Linked DNA regions of Sus scrofa: region 2 is linked to region 1. The links are chromatin contacts, called in public HiChIP or PLAC-seq maps. All regions are on one chromosome and are shown on one strand. The core of a region is the stretch at or near the end of the contact, and the rest is flanking DNA. Distances in the headings are between cores, read along the strand shown. Region 1 holds the start of ZNF33B (zinc finger protein 33B). Region 2 holds the start of HNRNPF (heterogeneous nuclear ribonucleoprotein F).

What was found. HiChIP or PLAC-seq counts read pairs in DNA pulled down with a chosen protein or histone mark.
Region 2: a contact with region 1 is called in an H3K27ac HiChIP or PLAC-seq map of alveolar macrophages. The contact joins the promoter of HNRNPF here to the promoter of ZNF33B in region 1. A contact is called at or near these places in 1 of 5 promoter capture datasets (liver) and 1 of 2 datasets of contacts at active chromatin or transcription factors (alveolar macrophages).

The regions. Positions count from the first base shown.
Region 1 is chr14:60,903,893-60,907,116 of Sscrofa11.1, reverse strand. ZNF33B (zinc finger protein 33B) reads left to right here and starts at 1,929. Exons shown (of 8, transcript XM_013983243.2): 1 at 1,929-2,073; 2 at 2,478-3,202. The coding sequence starts at 3,188.
Region 2 is chr14:61,666,223-61,669,839 of Sscrofa11.1, reverse strand. It overlaps HNRNPF (heterogeneous nuclear ribonucleoprotein F), which reads left to right and starts at 1,895. Exons shown (of 3, transcript XM_005671001.3): 1 at 1,895-1,983. LOC100738157 (a long non-coding RNA gene) reads right to left here and starts at 1,854. Exons shown (of 3, transcript XR_307560.3): 1 at 1,773-1,854.

The DNA.
Region 1 (3,224 bases), core at 680-3,179:
CAATATATTAAAAGTGAAAGAGAAAAATGTAACTGGCAGGACCCTATAGGACCTTCCCCATTGGACCCCCCTCACACACACACACACTGTCCTCCACCTGTGTTTTGTCCATAGAAAAAGTTTAGCCAAAGAATCTAATTAGAGAGTGAGAAAAATACAGAGGAAAAGGAAAAGTCGAGCAACACAAAATAATAATAGTTTAGCCATTCAACAGTCAAGGACCTTTAGTTCCTCCTGAAGGGCTATAGATAATATTTTGAGCCATGTCCTTGTGAAACTGACAGTATTAACGGCCTGAACCTAGACAGAACACAGACTGGGACTTGAACCCACGTGCTGGGACTTGAATCAAACCTAAACCCACATTGGGACTTGAACACAAGGTTTTAAATTAGAATCACTCACCCTGTGTTTGGCCTCACTGAGGTTCAGGTTCTTCACGTCTCCGTGAAGAAGGAATTCATCGAGAGAGAAAATGATAGGCAAGAAATAGATTTATTAAGATAGGACGCTTATGAGAGATGCAAGTGGGCTGGCATGGAAACTACATGGCTACATGGCTACAGTTTTATCATCCAAGGGTAGAGGGGGTTGGAAAAGCCTGCCTCTTCTTTTCTGGGAGTAGCAGCTCCTCCTTAGTATCTGGTGTATTCAAATCCGCAGAAGAGTGGTCCTCAAACTCCTGCCCTTGGTCTGAATATGAATGCAGTCCTCATCCCATCCAGAACTCTCAAGGATCCACTAATGAAGGAAGACTGCCTTGTGCTGAAGGCTTTTTTGAGCAATCATTAACTTACATTGATCTTCCAATGTCCCCTAAGTTTCCCTCTTTAAATGATCCTTTATTGGGACTTCTACAACTACCTGTGCCTACTCCATCCCTATTGCTTGGAGCTGTTTTGCAGATGCTGTGGCCCCCACCTGGTAGAGGAAGTCAACTATATGCTGCCCACTAGCCTGTAAACCCCATATCGCTTAGAACCAGAAGGTTGATGACGCTGACTCCCAATTACCTCACCACTAACCAATCAGGAAAATGTCCACCAGCTGATCAGCCCTGCTCCTTAAACACTATAAGACTCCTCACAATGCCCTCCAGGGGCAGCATAGTCCTTGAAGAATTAGCTTGCTTTGTTCATTCTTTGGCAATTAAAGCTACTTTTTTGGTTGTTTCCTCCAACTCTAGTCTCCATGTTTCTATCTGCCATCAGTGTAGAGGCAGCTGATACTTCAGCAATAAGTACATACAAAAAATTGTTGAGGAACTTTGTCAAAATATTGAATCTGTCTATGAAAGGGTATATCTCCCTTTATTCAAGTAATTTGGGGGGCCACACCCCTTTAATTTTTCAGGCCAGGGATCCAGCCTTCGCCACAGCAGTGACCCAAGCTGCTGCAGTGACCTTAACCTGCTGCACCACAAAGGAACTCCCTACTTAAGAAATTTTAATGTCACAAATGAAAGAACGTGTACATAAATGACATTATTTTCTTTTGGATTGTGTGTACTTGGCGATTTTTCTATTTTAATTTATTACTGTCAAAATTTTAGTGAACTAGCTTTTTTTGTCTGCCCCCAGCCCCACTGTCCACTTTTTATTCCTGAGAGAATCGCTGATGATATCAGATATTATTCTTTCATTGTATTAACAGGATCTATTTCCAGTATTCAAAAAAGTGAAATGGACAGGCACGTCCCCTTCCCTTGACTTTGTCTAAATGCGCACACTGGTTGCAGACTGAACTCAGCTATAATCCATAAATTCTGCTCTACCTGCTTAGGGAACTACCTCAGACACCCAACGTCCCCGCTGCTAAGTGAGGAAGCACTGTCAGCCAATCCCGAACCCAAATTGCTGGTCGCTGGGACTCCACGTCAACAGCTCCCAAGGTTTAGCATTGACAGTCCGACCCGGCGTGGGGTCATCTGCGCATGCCTAAGCCCGCCCTTTGCTTCTGTGTGCCTCCGCCTTTCACTTCTGTTTTCCTCAAGCGATGCGTGGGAAGCGGTTCCGGGGCGGCCGAGTCTATGCACTCTTCTGAGGCCAGTGCTGCAGGACGAGAAAGCGGCAGGTGAGCGGGGGAGGTTGGACAACGGCCCGCACGGCCCAGGTTTGGGGGCAAGAGGGAGGAAGTCGGTTTGCGCTAGTGGGGAGGAGCTGTGCGGAGCCCTAGGGCAGCGGGAAGGTGGCGTCTCCGTGTGGAAAAGTGGCCCAAGTTCCCACGTGACTAGCCCCAGCGCGAGTTGGCGCGGCTGTCTGAGAGGGCCTGGTTTTGAGAGAGCGAGAGGAGGGCATAACGCGCATGCGTGACGGGTGTCCTGAGCCAGTGGCAAGGGGGCGGTGCTGCGGGACGGGTGTCCCGAGCCAGTGGCAAGGGGGCGGTGCTGCGGGAGTGGAGGGTGGCTGTGGGGCGTGTGGTCTGGAAAAAAGAGCCGCAGCCAGGGCTGATTCAGTTATCTCTTGCTCTGTACACAGGCTCAATTCCTTTGGTTCTCCATTTATCGTTTTTGGACTCCGAACTGCTCTCCAACCATGTCCATCACTTCATCTTGATACATGTTATTACTCTATCCTACTTGCCCTTGCATTCAGGGAGGTTCTTCAAGAATTACCCTTTTTTGTTTCATTTAATAGAATTATGAAAAGTTTGAGAAATAGCAATAGAGATAAATTAAAACATGGATCTCCCCTGAAGCCCTGCTTTTTATAGCTTTCTGTGGAGTCGCTAACCGAAGATTTAGTAACATTAGTAGGGAAATGGATAAACAGCTTAGTCCTGAGTATTTTTTACAGTAGTTTTGGTGAAGAGTTTATTATGTGTCTTGTTACTTGTTTTAACCAATTTCGTCATTTAAAAATTTTTGTGAACATCAAGGGAGATTTAAACTGTTAAAAAAAAAATCTTTAGAAAGCAAATACTTAATTCACCCAGTGAAAACTTTTACCCAAGAGCTACGAGATTATATTAGAGTCATATTAGATAGGTGGTCTTTCACCGTCTTTTTCCCTGTCTCTTCTGAAGGTCAGAGGGCGATTGACATATATCCTTATCCAGTGAGTGTGCTCTGCTTAATAGAGCAGGAGAATTCAGGAGCTGCCAGGCAAGCCAAATATTTGATGACCCACTCTTCCTTTAACCCAGTATATTGTCTGAGTTTTCTATATTTTTCCAAGAACAGCAGAAAATGAGTAAATCCCAGGTAAGTGTTTATTCATTCCTTC
Region 2 (3,617 bases), core at 646-3,145, 760 kb before region 1:
AGAGGTGAAAAGGTGGAGACCTCTAAAGACCCACAGCTGAGGAGGTAGTCCAAGTAGACCAGGTGTGGGCAAGCATCCTCCAGTTGGTGAGATGAGATGGACAGCTGCAGAAAAGGCCTGGGATCTGTGGTGAGCTCTCCAACTCCTTACTGGGGAAAAGGGCCTACCTGTGACTGTGCTGGTGCACACCTGCAAGAGATATCCTAGTGGACACCTGGCATGACTCCTTAAGAACAAGGGGAGGCACATAATCAAGCCCAAACCCACATTTTTCTTATTTAAAGGCCTCAAAGATAATTGCATCGTTGAGGAATGCTGTAGAATTGTCAGATTTGATGAGGGAATCAAAAAGGCCACTTGGGAGTTCTGTCCTGGCTCAGCAGTAAGGAACCCAACTAGTATCCATGAAGACGTGGGTTTGATCCCTGGCCCCACTCAGTGGCTTGAGGATCCGTCATTGCTGTGAGCTGTGGTGTAGACCTCAGCTTGGATCCGGTGTTGCTGTGGCTGTGGGTGTAGGCCGGCAACTACAGCTCTGATTCAACCCCTAGCCTGGGTGCGGCCCTAAAAAGACAAAATAAATAAATAAATAAATAAAGCCTACTTGGCTCATAGGCCCTCTTTTTTTTTTTTTTTTTTTTTGTCTTTTTGCCATTTCTTGGGCCGCTCCCGAGGCATATGGAGGTTCCCAGGCTAGGGGTCGAATTGGAGCTGTAGCCAGATCTGAGCCGCCTCTGCAACCTACACCACAGCTCACGGCAATGCCGGATCGTTAACCCACTGAGCAAGGGCAGGGACCAAACCCACAACCTCATGGTTCCTAGTCGGATTCGTTAACCACTGCGCCACGGCGGGAACTCCTCGCAGGCCCTCTTAGTGGATTGCATGAATCTGGTTTCACAGTCCCTAAACCCTGAAGCATCTTTTTTTTTGCAGGGGTGGGGTCGGGGGTGGGGTGGTAATTTAAATATTTGCCTCAGATTAGCTACTTGCACTTTCTTTCCATAAACAGACTTTTCTATACCATGAGCTAGCATGGGATCATTGGGTTTCTTAAGAATACCTATTTGAATTTTGTAGGACCTGTTTTCCGTAATTATGCTTCGCCTGAGTCTTCTCATACATTTTTACCTCCTGCTTTTACTTTTCCCATCCCTCCCAAATCAACTTCTTTTGACAAACTGTTCTCCTTCCTTCACTATAGGTTGTCCATTCATAATCTGACCCTATTCCAAGCACTCCCTTAATTTATTTAAAAAGCAACCTGCTTAATCAGTGATGAGTTTCTTTATATTTTCCTCTTCATGAATTGAGTCTCCAAAAATAAAATGGTAATAATTAATAATCCTAGAACACATAAAAAAATAATCTGCTCCACTGCCTCAGGCAGAGTAGCCACTTCAGCTACCATCCACCCTGTCGCTCAGGTGCTCTGAAATGTCTGCTTTTCCCTGGGGACTTGAGGGTCACCTTCAGAAACCTTAGGCCTTCTCAGCCCAAGTGATAATCACATGAGCAACCTCAACCTACCAATCCCTCCCTAAACCCTGCTCTCGGAACAGCCTTTGTCGGTTTCCAGGATTTGGTTCCCTCTTTCTTCCTCCTCGGCAGGAAATGACTCTCATTTTCTTCTGTCACGCTGGTCTTCAATCCAGGGATCCTTTGGGCTCACTGTTGGGGAAACTCTCCCAGATGATACCCTTAGAGACGCCGGAAAAACCCATAAGCCTTGCCCTCCCCTCCCTCGAGCAGGATTCGCCCACGTAACCCACCTTGCCACTTGCAGCGCCCTCGCACCGCAGGCCCCGGCCCGGTCCTGCGCCTGGCCGACCAATCCCCGACTCCGCTCCGGGCGCGTCACAACGGCGCCCTTGTGGCCCCACCCCCATAACCCGCCTTGGAGACTCCGCCCCGCCGCGGTCTTTACGTCCTTCCGGCTCCGTCTTGGAAGTGGGGTTGCGCCGCGTCTTTCAGGAGCGAAAGGTGGGGTTCTGCAGAGAAAACGGCCCGCGGTCACGCCGGCAGCCGGAGGCGGGGGCGGGGGCAGGGGCTCCTGGGGCTGTTGTTCCCGGGTATTTGGGCGCAGGTCTGAGGAGGGGAGGGTCAAGGCAAACCAAGGCATAAGGGCTTCCGGAAGCGCCGCGTGCGCACGACGGGCGGGAGTTGTGGACTCAGGCCTTCCGCGCGCCTGACCCCGCCCCTCGTAAGCCCCGCCCAGGGCGCGCTGCCAGAGGTTTCCATAGTGATGGTAAACAAGCCTCAACTGCCTCTGCTACAACTGCCAAGTCCCCCGCGTTCCACCCTCTTCTAGGTGCTCACAGGGTCGACCGAGGTGCCGGATGTGAAGACGAGCGGGAGCGTGGAGACTCGGAGCCCAAGGTGAGGGGTGGTAGGGGCGGCGTGTCCGAGGCCTACACACCAGAAACCGAGGCCCCTGGCATTGAGGACCGAGGAGCTGAGATTTGGGGGTCAGGGGAGGCGGGATCTGTGGTAAAGGCCTGCACCTGGGCCTACTGGAGGTTGAAGACCGTGGGGCTGAAATTTGGGGTCTGAGATCAGGAGCCACACACCTAGGGACCGACTAGGTCCTGAACGAGGACCTGGCCCACTGAGGGTGGGGCCTGCGGGACTGAGATGTGAACTTCGGGGAGGTGGGCCTGAGGCCACTGGTTTACATTCGGGGACTGGATCGCGGGGCTGAGGTTTGGTGTCAGAGGACGCAGGATCGGAAGGGAGGAAGAGCCTGGTGCGGACTCTTGGGGTGGGGAGGCAGAGCCCGAGCGCCCCTGCCTGGGGTACGGTGAAAACATGGGGCGACCGTGAGAGGGGGTTCATTTAAAAATGAAAGCAGTACTTTCACGTGGCTGCGCGCGTCAGGGAGTTGCACGGGACTGGTTGGGAACTGACTCCTCCCCCCTCCCACGTTCCCGCTCGCAGAGCCTCCACTTTCCGTCTTTGCGGCCTTTTCTTCCTCTCCGCGCCGCGTGTGTGCCCTGAGCCGGTCTGCATTTGTCTCCTGCTCTCAAAGGTAGCATGTGGATATTTTGGTTGAAACTGTTCGGTTCTTGTTGTCTTTGCCTGGTGCCCACACTTCCGCTGGGGAAACTTGGTCGGCCGTTTTTTTATTCTTCACTTATCCTTTTATCTTTGAGTGTATTTTTGCTAATTCGTGACTGCGCCCCAGAAACTGCTGGACGCTGCCGGCGCTCGCGCGGCTCCCTCTGCCTCCCAGCCCCCGCGTGGCCCACGTAAGGTGGCGCCGAGCGGTCTGGGTGACGCCGCGCGAGACGCGGGGCCCGACCGACCCTGGGCCCCGGTGTTTTACGGTTAGGAGGCCTCAAGCTCCTCCCGGTTAGTCTTTTCCTTATCAGGGGACCCCCACAGGTTCCCGCCGGACGAACCTCAGGCCCGGGAGAGCCTGCCTCCCTTCTCCGGCTACCTGCGAGCCCCGCGAGACGCCCTTCGCGGCAGTTTCCTTCCCTTGGAGGCCCTACGACAAACCAACGTGCTTCACAGCTATTTTCGAGCCAGAGAACCTGGCGTGGGGGGAAGGAGTTGCCTGCCTCGGCGGGCGGGTTGTTCAGCGGGACCGGGGCCCGAGAGCTGCTGTGGGGGTG